2 separate regions of the Mus musculus genome follow, and region 1 is linked to region 2. The links are chromatin contacts, called in public Hi-C maps. All regions are on one chromosome and are shown on one strand. The core of a region is the stretch at or near the end of the contact, and the rest is flanking DNA. Distances in the headings are between cores, read along the strand shown.

The links. A called contact is a pair of places that touch in the nucleus more often than the background predicts.
Region 1: a Hi-C map of Th1 cells shows a contact between it and region 2, with 2.8 times the contacts expected there. The contact joins the promoter of Cd3e here to the promoter of Ift46 in region 2. A contact is called at or near these places in 2 of 39 promoter capture datasets (the SN4741 cell line and embryonic stem cells), 2 of 484 Hi-C or Micro-C datasets (CD4 T cells and Th1 cells), 3 of 115 datasets of contacts at active chromatin or transcription factors (bone marrow-derived macrophages, embryonic stem cells and large pre-B cells) and 1 of 9 other capture datasets (adipose tissue).

What each region holds. Positions count from the first base shown.
Region 1 is chr9:45,007,654-45,013,106 of GRCm38.p6, forward strand. It overlaps Cd3e (CD3 antigen, epsilon polypeptide), which reads right to left and starts at 1,958. Exons shown (of 8, transcript NM_007648.5): 1 at 1,913-1,958; 2 at 1,695-1,796. The coding sequence starts at 1,743.
Region 2 is chr9:44,769,026-44,774,945 of GRCm38.p6, forward strand. Ift46 (intraflagellar transport 46) reads left to right here and starts at 3,984. Exons shown (of 12, transcript NM_023831.3): 1 at 3,984-4,148; 2 at 4,663-4,759.

The DNA.
Region 1 (5,453 bases), core at 708-3,207, 240 kb after region 2:
AAGCCTGACGACTAGCAACTAGAGCCTGTGCATCGGACTATCCTGGGTCCCCTCATCAACACTGACTTGGGTCTGTCACAGTGGCCAGTTCCCCTGCACCGCCCGAGCGAGCGTTTTGCTTATGAACAGTCTCAGTGCAGGGTGAGACGTTCTGCATCCCCAGAGCAGACAAAGCACATATCTACAGTGCTTGAGTCTTCAACATTCTCCTTACCTCCCTCCTCCGTCTTTATCTTTCCCTTTATTATGTTTGTTTACATTTATTTAGTGTGTGCCTGTGTGTGCATGTGTGCTTCGGGATTGGGAGGTCAGAGGGCAACCTGTAGGAACGGCTTCTCTCCTTTCACGTGTAGGGCCTGGGGAGGGAATGCAGGTTGTTGTCAACCTTGATGGGAGGCACTTCAGCCACTCAACTATACCATAGACTCTCCTCTTTTCTCTTTTAAGTGATGCTTTCATTATTTGTTTGTTTTTTTGTTTATTTATTTATTTATTTAATTTAAGGGGTAGTACAATTAATGACTGCTTCTTGCAGGAGTCATAGTCTGCCCCGTGAGACTCAAAGTGTGTTCCTTGGACCAGTCCCATATAAATAAACCCAAAGCTTGTTAGAAATACAGGATGTTGAAGGAGTTGCTAGCCCAAGCTTAGAATCCCAGCATTCACAGGGCTAAGGCAGAAGGGCACAGTGTTTAAGACCAGTCAACTTAGACTGTCTCATGAACCTCTGTCTCACAAGCAGCTAGCCAACTCTCTCAGGACCCCCTGTGAAGGTGTGTGCACAGTCAAGTTTGAGAAACCCAAAGTGAAGCAGGAAGTAGAGGCACACAGCTGTGGTTCTGAGAGGGGAGCCAGGCTGTGGCAATTTTCTAGGTCTTTGACATAAAACTCTCATGAGCCATTTGCCTCACAAAGTGCATGCAGCCCTCCTGAGCACAGACCCTGTCGACAGACATCTCTGGCTTCCCAGATCAACTGCCGGAATTGCTGTTTAACAATGAATGATTAGTCAATCGTGCATGACAACTTCATCCATAAGACAGGAGCCGTACCACTTTTCTTCCATGGAAGAAGCAAGAATCAAACTGATTAACCCTTGTTTCTTCATGCGGCACATGCACTTAGCAAAGGGCCGTGTGTGTGTGTGTGTGTGTGTGTGTGTGTGTGTGTGTGTGTGTGTGCTTGCGCGCGCGCGCACGAGCACGAGCATGCATGTTGTTTATGTGCTCTCAATTATTTACCAATTCTATCCTACCTTACTTCCCCAAAAGGATGAACTAGTAGGAATCTCTTGGCCACTTCCAAAAGACTGGAAATTACAAAGTGTCTCAAAGATACTAAGCTGGGATGAACCTGAGTCTAACCCTCCCGTCTCCCCCAAACCAAGAGAGGCACTATCTCTGCTCATTCCTTGTGTTAGTTCTTAGCATTGCTAAGTTTACAGTCAGATGGGCTTATTTTCCACGACAGACAGAACTCTTCTCTCAGTTGATGAGATCAACCCAACTGATTTCCTTTGCATGTCTCCTGAACTGTCTCCCCGCACCTGAGTCCCCAGCCCTTGTCCCCACTTCCTAACGGTATCGCCAACAGTTCCTTGAATCTTCTAGCCACTGAGGCACCAGCTGCACTGGGCAAGACTGTGAACCTTGCAATGGCCTGGGAAAGCACCGCCCTTTCATTCCCCTACTCACCAGCTAGGAGGCTGAGGCACAGGATGCCCCAGAAAGTGTTCCACCGCATCCTCTCAGAATGCTCTCTCTACCAAGATGGCGGACGCAGCCAGCTCATTACTTCTGAAAAAGAAACAGATGAGGTTTTCAACACAGTGGCTGCATGCAAAGACCCTGGATCATTGGTTGCCATAGTAGGATGAAGGAGAGTGGGGGGCACTTCACAAGGAGAGACTTACCATTTCTGAAGAAGGCACCAGACGCAGACAGGGGAGGCAGGTGTCTGAACCCCACACAGGAAGTGTAGAGGGGACTCAGGGCCCGCCTGCTCCACGTCACTTGGAAATGTTTGAGGCAGAAGCCTCCGCCTTGGTTAACTGAGGAAATCCGCGCCTCACAGCCTTCCCATAAGGATGAACAAGGGGGGCTCTAGCAAGCCCCCGAGAGTGCTGTGAAAAACACCTACTTGTGCCCTGTGCAAAGCACCTCCACACTGAGGGAGCCTTCCTTATGCATAACCCCTCCAGCGGAGGCAGGAAGACGTTGAAGCACTCAGTATCTGCCTTCTGTTATGGTGCCCTTGGGTCTGAGCAGCAGGATGGAGTGGAGCCGTCTCATTAATAATCTTCGAGGGGCTTGCTTTTCTTTTCTTTCTTTCTTTGAGACAGGATTTTTAGCATGTAGCCGTCCTGGCCTTTGATTGCACATGCTGGGCAGTTGCTGGACAATGAGAGAGTCACATAGCTCCTGTCTTTGTACTGACACTATGCTAGGGGCTTTACTCATGCACCCACTAGGGTAGCTTTTAGCATTATTATTTAAAATCTAGCATAAGTACTTCCTGAGTTATAAGCAACAATCTTTTTCTTTGTAAAAAACGCTTATTGACTTAGCTCTTTGATAATTTCATACAATTGTAACACACTTTCTGATGATTAATCTCCCTTTCTCGACAAGTCTTTTATTAAAAAGTTTTACGAAAAAAAAGTTTTACGTTATTTATTTACCTATTTATTATATGTGTATATGTGTGGGCATAGACTTGCCACAGCATGTGTGGAAGTCGAGGGTAGCTTGAGGGATTCTCTCTAACATGTGAGTCCCAGGTTTCAATTCAGGTCTTTAGGTTTTTAACCACAAACAACTTTATCTGTTGAGGTATCTCTCTGGCTCCGCTTCTTGATATATCTACTGGGTTTAACGAGAGTTAGCTGTGTGACAGTGGATTTGGAACTAACTACTGAAGGAGCCTGAAGAGCTCCTCAGTGGGTACAGGACTGAAGAAAACGGCTGCCTTTCTTTCTGAATCCATCTATAACCTATAGTTCAGTAGAAAGGCTTAGAGCCCCAGAAGTCCCGCCCCAATGCATGATTGACTGTTGATAAGCCCAGTTGCATGTGGATCCACTGCTGGCTGCCACAGCTACTAGAAGGCAGTGCTTCACAGCCCTTCTCCCTAGTTTCTACTCTTACATTCTTTTTGCCCACCCACATCTCCAGATAAGGGATAGTATCAGACTCAGTGCCCAGAGGGACCTCCCTCTTCTCAGATGGGAAGGGGAAGGAGGGGTGGGGGGAGCGGCTATCTGAGGGGCGGGGACTTGGAGGGGGGGCTTGGAGGAGGGGGGCTGAGATTGGGATGTAAAATGAGTAAATAAATTAATTAATGGAAATTACAAAATCTTTTCATGTATGTATGGAGTTTGAGTGTGCAGACGTGTGAGGTGCTTGTGGAGGCCAGAGATGGATACTAAGCGCTCTTTCTCGATCCCCCTTTCTACCTTAGTTTGGAGTCTGAGTCCCCTTTCCGCCTTGTTTTTGAGTTGGGGTTTGCTTTCTGCCTTGCTGTCTCACTCTCTGGCGCTCTCTCCCCTTTTTTCAAAAAAGATTTATTTATTCTCCGACAATTCCATACATGTATGTAATGTATCTTGATCATATCCACCTTGATTTCTCCCTTTCACTGCCCTCAGACATCCCCCGTACATCTCTCCCCTCCCCAACCCCCCTCACCCGCCCCCCACCCTCTGAGTGCAGTTACCTGCTGCCTGCTGAAATGCTGCATGGTAACCAGAGCTGCAGTGAGCTCATGAGCACAGAGGCCCAAGCAGAGGCCTCTGAGCTGCCGCTCCCTGAAGTCGCTCCCTGAAGTTGACTTTCTCTGTCTGCCTTGTGGCTTCCCTCTCTCCTTTGCAGGTGTCCTGCATTCCCACGAGCCACCTGCACACAAATCTCCACCTCAAGGTTTGTTTCCCAGGGAACTCAAAGGATGTCTGTGCACTTTGTGGGATGTGAAGATAAGCCCAGAGGAAGGGGTCCGTTGAGGTGGTTGTGCCCCTGAGAAAAGGCATAGTGGTGGGATGAGTGGGGCGTGGTGTTATTATACACCTCTCCTATGCTCTTCATTGGTTTTAATACATGCACGGTCTTACTTCCACACTTGATGTTAGCCAAACGTCTGAGAAGCAATGATGTATCACTTCCATAATTAAACTTTTTCCTTCTAAAAACCTTAAAGACATTGAGGAAGAGAGGTCAGGAAGAGCATGAGAGCCGCCAGGAGGGAGGAGAGCAGTAAAGCGCTGTCTCTGATTTCTTGAGTTATGGCATGGCAAGGGGCACGTTACCCAGTAGTTGGATGGAAGCTGGTCCCCGGAGGTGGTGTGGACTTGGGTGAGGCAGTAGGCTCTCCCGAGGGTGATACCTATGGTCTGGCTGTTTGCCACTCTCAGGGGGCAGCAACCCTATCAGCTGGGGGTCCTAGGCAGTGTCACGCAGATCCAGTTCAGGTGACAGTGCCCCGTCACCTGCTTCCCTCATCCTCAAACAGTCCCTTCAGGATATTGATGGACCCCTTTTTATAAAAAAGATGTTTTATACGCACGAGTGCTTTGCCAGCATGCATTGTATGTATATCATGTGTGTGCAGTACCTGAGGAAGCCAGAACAGGGCATCAGGTCCTGGAAGATGGAGTTACAGACTGCTGTTAGCTGCCAGGTGGGTGCTAGGATCTGAACTCGGGGCTTCTATATGAGCATCGAGTGCTCTTAACCTCTGAGGCATCTCTCTAACCAGAACTTTCCTTTCCTTTTCTTTGTTTAAAGATTTAGTTATTTATTTTATGTATATGAGTACACCGTCGCTGTCTTCAGACACAACAGAAGAGGGCATCAGATCCCATTACAGGTGGTTGTGATTGCTGGGAATTGAACTCAGGACCTCTGGAAGAGCAGTCAGCCATCTCTCCAGCCCTCCAGAAGTTTTCTTTTAAACTTTTTATTTTGTCTTTGAAAATTTTGAACATGAATATAATGTATTTAGATTTTATCCACCTAAATTGTCTTCCCCAATTATTATTACTAGTCCTCTGAGTCCAGTAAATCCTAATCAGGGGTGCATGAGTGTGGAAGTGAGTGAGTGTAAGGTCATCCACTGGGGCAAGGCCAACCTACAAGCAGGCACCCCCAAAGAAAAGTGTTCTTCCTCTCTTAGTGGTCACTAACTGTCAATAGCTCCTTAGTTAGGAGTGAGGTCTCGTGGTGGGGGTGGGGGCCTGGAGAGATGGCTCAGTGGTTAAAAGCACTGGCTGCTCTTCCAGAGGTCCTGAGTTCAATTCCCAGGAACCACATGGTGGCTCACAACCTCTGTAATGGGATCCGATGCCCTCTTCTGGTGTGTCTGAGGACGTTAGGCCATTTCCCTTCCCATATAAAGTAGATGATCAGGTACAATGCCAGGTCCCTGCCAGTGGGAGGGTCTCCTCTTATGGCTGTCTTCAG
Region 2 (5,920 bases), core at 2,734-5,233:
TAAAATCCTATATTGCTCTTGCAGATTTGGTTTTCTCCTGCCTCAAAAAAGAAAGAAAAGAAAATGTATGTTCACAAGTGTCCTTGGTCAGGCGCGCCTTAGAGGCTGTATAACAGAAGTAAAAACAAACGAGGAATCAGCGCGACCTGTGCTTAAATTCTTTTCAGTACTCAAGGCCTTAGTCGTTAGTTAACTCACTACACCTCTCTAAGCCTGTTATTACTCTTTAAACTGGTGGGAGCACATACTTCATAAATTTATAGAGTTAGATAATAGAAAATAAATTAGACTGTATAAGCTAAGTGTTCCACCACAGTAACTGCTCAACAATTTATACTTGTTATTATGGACATAGCATCACAAAGATAAAACCAAAAATAGCAATTCTACTCAAAACATATTTTTGAGGCAGTTTTACTTCCTATACCTGCCTGACCTAGAACTCACTATGTAGATGAGGCTGGTCACGAACACACAGAGGTCTGTCTGCCTTTACATCCTTAGTGTTAAGATTAGAGGCAATTCTCTTTTTAACTTGAAGCAGCACAAAAGAGGTGTGTGCTAGTTAGTAGCCCCAAAATAGAAAACCTTGTGTCCACCAACTGACAAGTGGATAAAGAAAATACTGTATACACCCCAACGAAGCGTTGAGGTGAGCCATCTGCAACAGCTTGGGTGAAACTGGAGAAATTCTGTACATTAAAAAGGAAAAGAAAGGTCTCCCCGGAGAGGGTTAGTCTGTGTAATCCTGGCTGTCTTGGAATTTGCTCTATAAACCAGGCTGGCATTGAACTTAGAGATCTACATGCCTCTGCCTCCCAAGTGCTGAGATTAAAGGCATGTGCCACATACCCATCAGGGACAAAAGCCAGCTCTGGTGACACATGTTTGATCTCAGCACTTGGGAGGCAGAGGCAGGAAACTCGAGTTTAAAGTCTGGGCTGAAGAGATAGACTTAGGGATTTACAAGGACCCTCTGCTGTTCCAGAGGACTAAGGTTCAATTTCTAACACCTACGTGGCAGCTCACAACCATCTATAATTCCGATTCCAAGAGATCGGACACCCTCTTTGTGACTCTGAGGGTACCAGGCTTGTAGATGATGCATAAACATACTTGCAGGTAAAATACCCATACATATAAAAGTAAATAAAATCTTTTTATAAAACTATTTATTTATTTTAGGTATGTAAGTACACTATCATTGTCTTCAGACATGCCAGAGAGAGCATCAGATCCCATTTACAGATGGTTGTATTCTTATCTGCTGAGTCATCTCTCCAGCCCCAATATTTTTTAGGAATTAGAAAAACACTAACAGAAAATAAAATAAAAATTAGCCGGGCAGTGGTGGTGCACGACTTTAATCCCAGCACTTGGGAGGCAGAGGCAGGCGGATTTCTGAGTTCGAGGCCAGCCTGGTCTACAGAGTGAGTTCCAGGACAGCCAGGGCTACACAGAGAAACCCTGTCTCAAAAAAACAAAACAAAACAAAACAAAAAAAAAAGAAAAGAAAAAAGAAAGAAAGGGCTGGAGAGATAGTTCAGTGATTAAGAGTATTAACTGCTCTTCTAGAGAACCTAGGTTCAATTTCCAACATCCACATGTCAGCTCACAGCTGTCTTTAACTCCTGTTCCAGGGACTCTGACAGCCTCATATAGACATACATGCAAGCAGGACACAAATATACATAAAATAAAAATAAAATTTAAAAAAGGAAGAAATATGTTCTGGTGTTCTGTTGCATAGAAAAGTTGACTATTAAGGACAAAATATAGTTTAGTATATATTTTATAAAAAAAAAAAAAACCTAGAAGGAAGAACCCTGATTTTTTTCCCCACAAAATAATGAGAACTGTTGGCAGCACACATGTGAAACAGCAGCACTTGAGAGGCAAAAGCAGGATACTATGAGTTTGAGGCCAAGTCCATATAGTGAGATGCAGGCCACAAGCATCATGAGCCCTTGTGTCAAGTAAGAAAAGGAAAAGTTGAAGGGCTGGAGAGATGGCTCAGCCGTTAAAAATACTGTCTATTCTTCCAGAAGTCCTGAGTTCAATTCCCAGCATCCACATGCTGGCTCACAACCATCTATAAGATCATACATCAAGTTGTTTGGTTTTTTTTTTTTAAAGATTTATTTATTTATTATATGTAAGTACACTGTAGCTGTCTTCAGACACACCAGAAGAGGGCGTCAGATCTTGTTACGGATGGTTGTGAGCCACCATGTGGTTGCTGGGACTTGAACACTGGACCTTTGGAAGAGCAGTCAGGTACTCTTACCCACTGAGCCATCTCACCAGCCCCAAGTTGTTTGTTTTAAAAGGTTGAGAATCTAGAAATGCTAGGACTTGAATATTTTGTAATGTACACATGTATAGAAACAACACAAAATGCCCCATAACTCTGTACAATTTTTAGGTATCGATTTTCTTTTTTAAAGAAGCACGTATGAGTCTCTCATTTTTCTTTTTCTGAGTTGGGATTGTAGGTCTGAACACTATAGGTTAGTGCCCTGCTGCATGTACATCTGCAGGCCAGAAGAGGGCATCAAATCCCTCTCATAGAGGGTTGTGAGCGACGATGTGGGTGCTGGGAATTGAACTCAGGACCTCTGCAAGAATAGACAGTGTGCTTTTCTTTTTTTTTTCTTTTTTTCTTTTATTATTTTGGGGGGTGGTGTGGCCTCCAGATAGGGTTTCTTTGTGTATAACCATGACTTTCCTGGAACTCGCTTTGTAGATGAGACTGGCCTAGAATTCAGAGATCCGTCTGCCTTTCCCTCCTCAGTGCTGGGATTAAAGGCATGTGCCACTGAAAGACCCACAACATGAGGACTCCCCCACGTTCTGACTCAGGAGAGGCGACACCCCAAAATCACCAACGAGAAAACGGTCTTGTTGCAAATTGCAAGAGGATTTTTATTCAAGAGTGCTCTCGGGCCCACGGTCATACACCACGCAGGGGTAGAGGACTGTGGCGCCCCGAGTAGCTGAGTAAGGGGGTATTTAAAGGAGAAAAACCACAACTCAAGGAGGTGGGAAGGGCGTTGTTGGAAAATACCAAAAATACCAGGTAAGAGTCACAAGGAAGTACAAAGTCACAGGTGTCACAAGGAATACCTGGTAATTGTTAACTCTCAAGACAGTTTCTAAGAGCCCCTAACAATAGCACATTTGCATTGCAGCTTCCGGTAATGGTCAGGGTGACTTTCTTTGAATGAATACTCCTTGAACTCAGGAAGTGGGTGGGTGGAGGAATGTCACTATCTGTTTTATGATTAGCATACCTTGGAGCACTGAGTTTACTACTCTTTCACCACCACGCCCAGCTGTGTTATTTTTTATTTTATTTTATTATTATTATTTTTTATCAATTTTGAAACTGGACCTCAATAGCCCAGGCTGGCCTCAAATTTACCAAGTTACTTACTGAGTCTGATCTTGAACTTCTAATCCTTCTACCTCCACCTCCAAAGCGCTAGGATAGCAGTTATGCACCAGCTTGCCTGACTCATAGTTTTCTTTAGCAAGTAAAAACACAGGACACAGATAAATCCTAATCTCAGATGAAGGAAGAGAAAGTATGCTCCTGTGACATAGGGTATCGCGAGGAAAAGGGCTATCGCGCCACAGAGATGCTATAAAAGGGCTTTTAAACATGCTTGGACTTTTCCTTGAAGAGTGTCTAAACTGTGGATTAGGCCTATCTAGGAGAGACTGTAGGCCAAATGAGCCTTGTCTTTGAGATGACAGTTTCTAGTTGGAGAAAAGAAATCCACTAGCCTGGCCTTCCACCTTTGGCCACTAGATGTCACAACCGACTCAGTTGCGGAAACCATAGATAAGCGGGCTGCTAGACCGCCTAGTGCCCGGGGCCGCTCTATCCCAGCGCCGCGTCTCTGCTTCCGCCACCACCGGCCGCAGCAGAGGGGCGGGGTGGCGGCGCAGTGGCGGGGCACGTCTCGCGATCGTTCCTTCAGACTCTCGCTTTGTTTTGATTTATTTATCTTTTTCCCTAACGACTGACAACAGGCGGCTTGTTGCACTTAGGGATCCTTGAAGTGGCTGGGCCTGAGAGTGAGACCCCAGTCCTCGGCTGGGGTTCTTTCCAAATAGAAGAAACGGATCCAGAGGGGCTACAGGTAATTGGTGCTCCCGCCAGCGTTCTTTGCTCTCTGCGCCCCACCAACTGCCCTGGATCCTTGACTCTCCGAGAACCCGGTGGGATCCTATCTTCAAAACGGGCGGAAGTAGAGGTGATGCTCTGAGGATTAGTGGATGGGGCCGAGGCTGGAATTTGCCTTCTCTCAGGACCATCCTGTCCCATCCCCATACCCTCCACCTCTGGCAGAAGCCTCAACAGCTGTGCGAAAACTGACCAAACCTGAGACGGACGGCCGGCCGCAGTCTGGCTGTGCATGCTGTGCTTCCCTGCCTGCATCTTATGTAGAGCTTTTGGGTTGCTGCTGGGAAGGGTTGGATACCGTTTTCCACTGCACTTCTCTTGGCACCCAGCCAATGCTAGCTAAATAATGCTCTTGGGTCAGGAAACTTTCCTTTGGGGGAAAGCTTGGATCGGGGTGAATGCATCTCTGCACCGAGGCTGGATGTATATCCCATGATAGGAGCTATGTAATCGTATTTCCTTTTGCTTAGACCAAAATTGTTGAGAACCAGACATACGATGAGCGTCTAGAGATTAACGACTCGGAAGAGGTTGCCAGTATTAGCACTCCAACCCCAGGACAGCAAGGTAAGAGAAGATGAGAGACAAAAAAAAGGGAGGTGATTTTCAAACAAGTGGCGCAGATAGGATTCAGGTTGTATTCAGCAAGCTCTTAGCAAGTGTTGACCTCCTGCTTTAACTTGGCGCTGATTTTGCTTTCTCACTAGTTGAGGGAGAAACCAGTCCATCAGATTTTGGGATCTTTGAGTGCAAACTTATCCCCTGTCATTTTTAACTCGCTGTTACTGCTAGTAGATTCTGGCACAGGTTCGCTGTGTTTTGGGTTTTTTTAATTTTTTAATTTAATTTAATTTAAATTTAATTTAATTTAATTTTTAAATTACTATTTTAGAAATGTTTATGTGTATGTATGTTATTTGCTTGCATGTTTTTCTGTGAACCACCTGCCTGCCTGGTGCCCTCAGAGACCAGAAGAGGATGTTGTCAGATCTCCTTGAACTGGAGTTACACATGGTAATGAGCTGCTCTAGTGTGGGTGCTGGGAACTGAACCCTGGGTCCTCTGGAAGATCAGCCAGTGCTCTCAATCGTTGAGCCATCTCTCCAGCCTGGCTCACTGTGCTTTTGTTTCTAACAATTCATTAAGATGCTTCATCACTTGCCCTTAACTTGCCATCCCAGCTTTAATCGAAACAGAGTTTTATCAGAAGACTTGATGCCATTCATTTATTCACCTAACCTTTTTTTCTTTCTTTCTTTCTTTTTTTTTTTTTGTTTTTTTTGTTTTTTTGAGACAGGGTTCCTCTGCATAGCCCTGGCTGTCCTGGAACTCACTTTGTAGACCAGGCTGGTCTCGAACTCAGAAATCCGCCTGCCTCTGCCTCCCAAGTGCTGGGGTTAATGGCGTGCGCCACCACGCCCAGCCCTCACCTAACCTTTTTTGGTTTTGTTTTGTTTTTCTTTTTTTGAGACAGGGTTTCTCTGTATAGTCCTGGCTGCCCTGTAATTCATTCTAGACAAGGCTGGTCTCCAACTCAGAGATGTGCCTGCCTCTGCCTCCCCATTGCTGAGAGTGAAGGTGTGCACCAGTATTCTCAGCTCACCTAACATGTTTGAATGCTTGCTATGTGCCATGTTAGCACAACAGCAAACAAAAGACACATCCCTGCCAACCTGACACTTGGAATCTTAGAAGAAAGATGGCCGGTGACTAGACAGTCTTCATGAA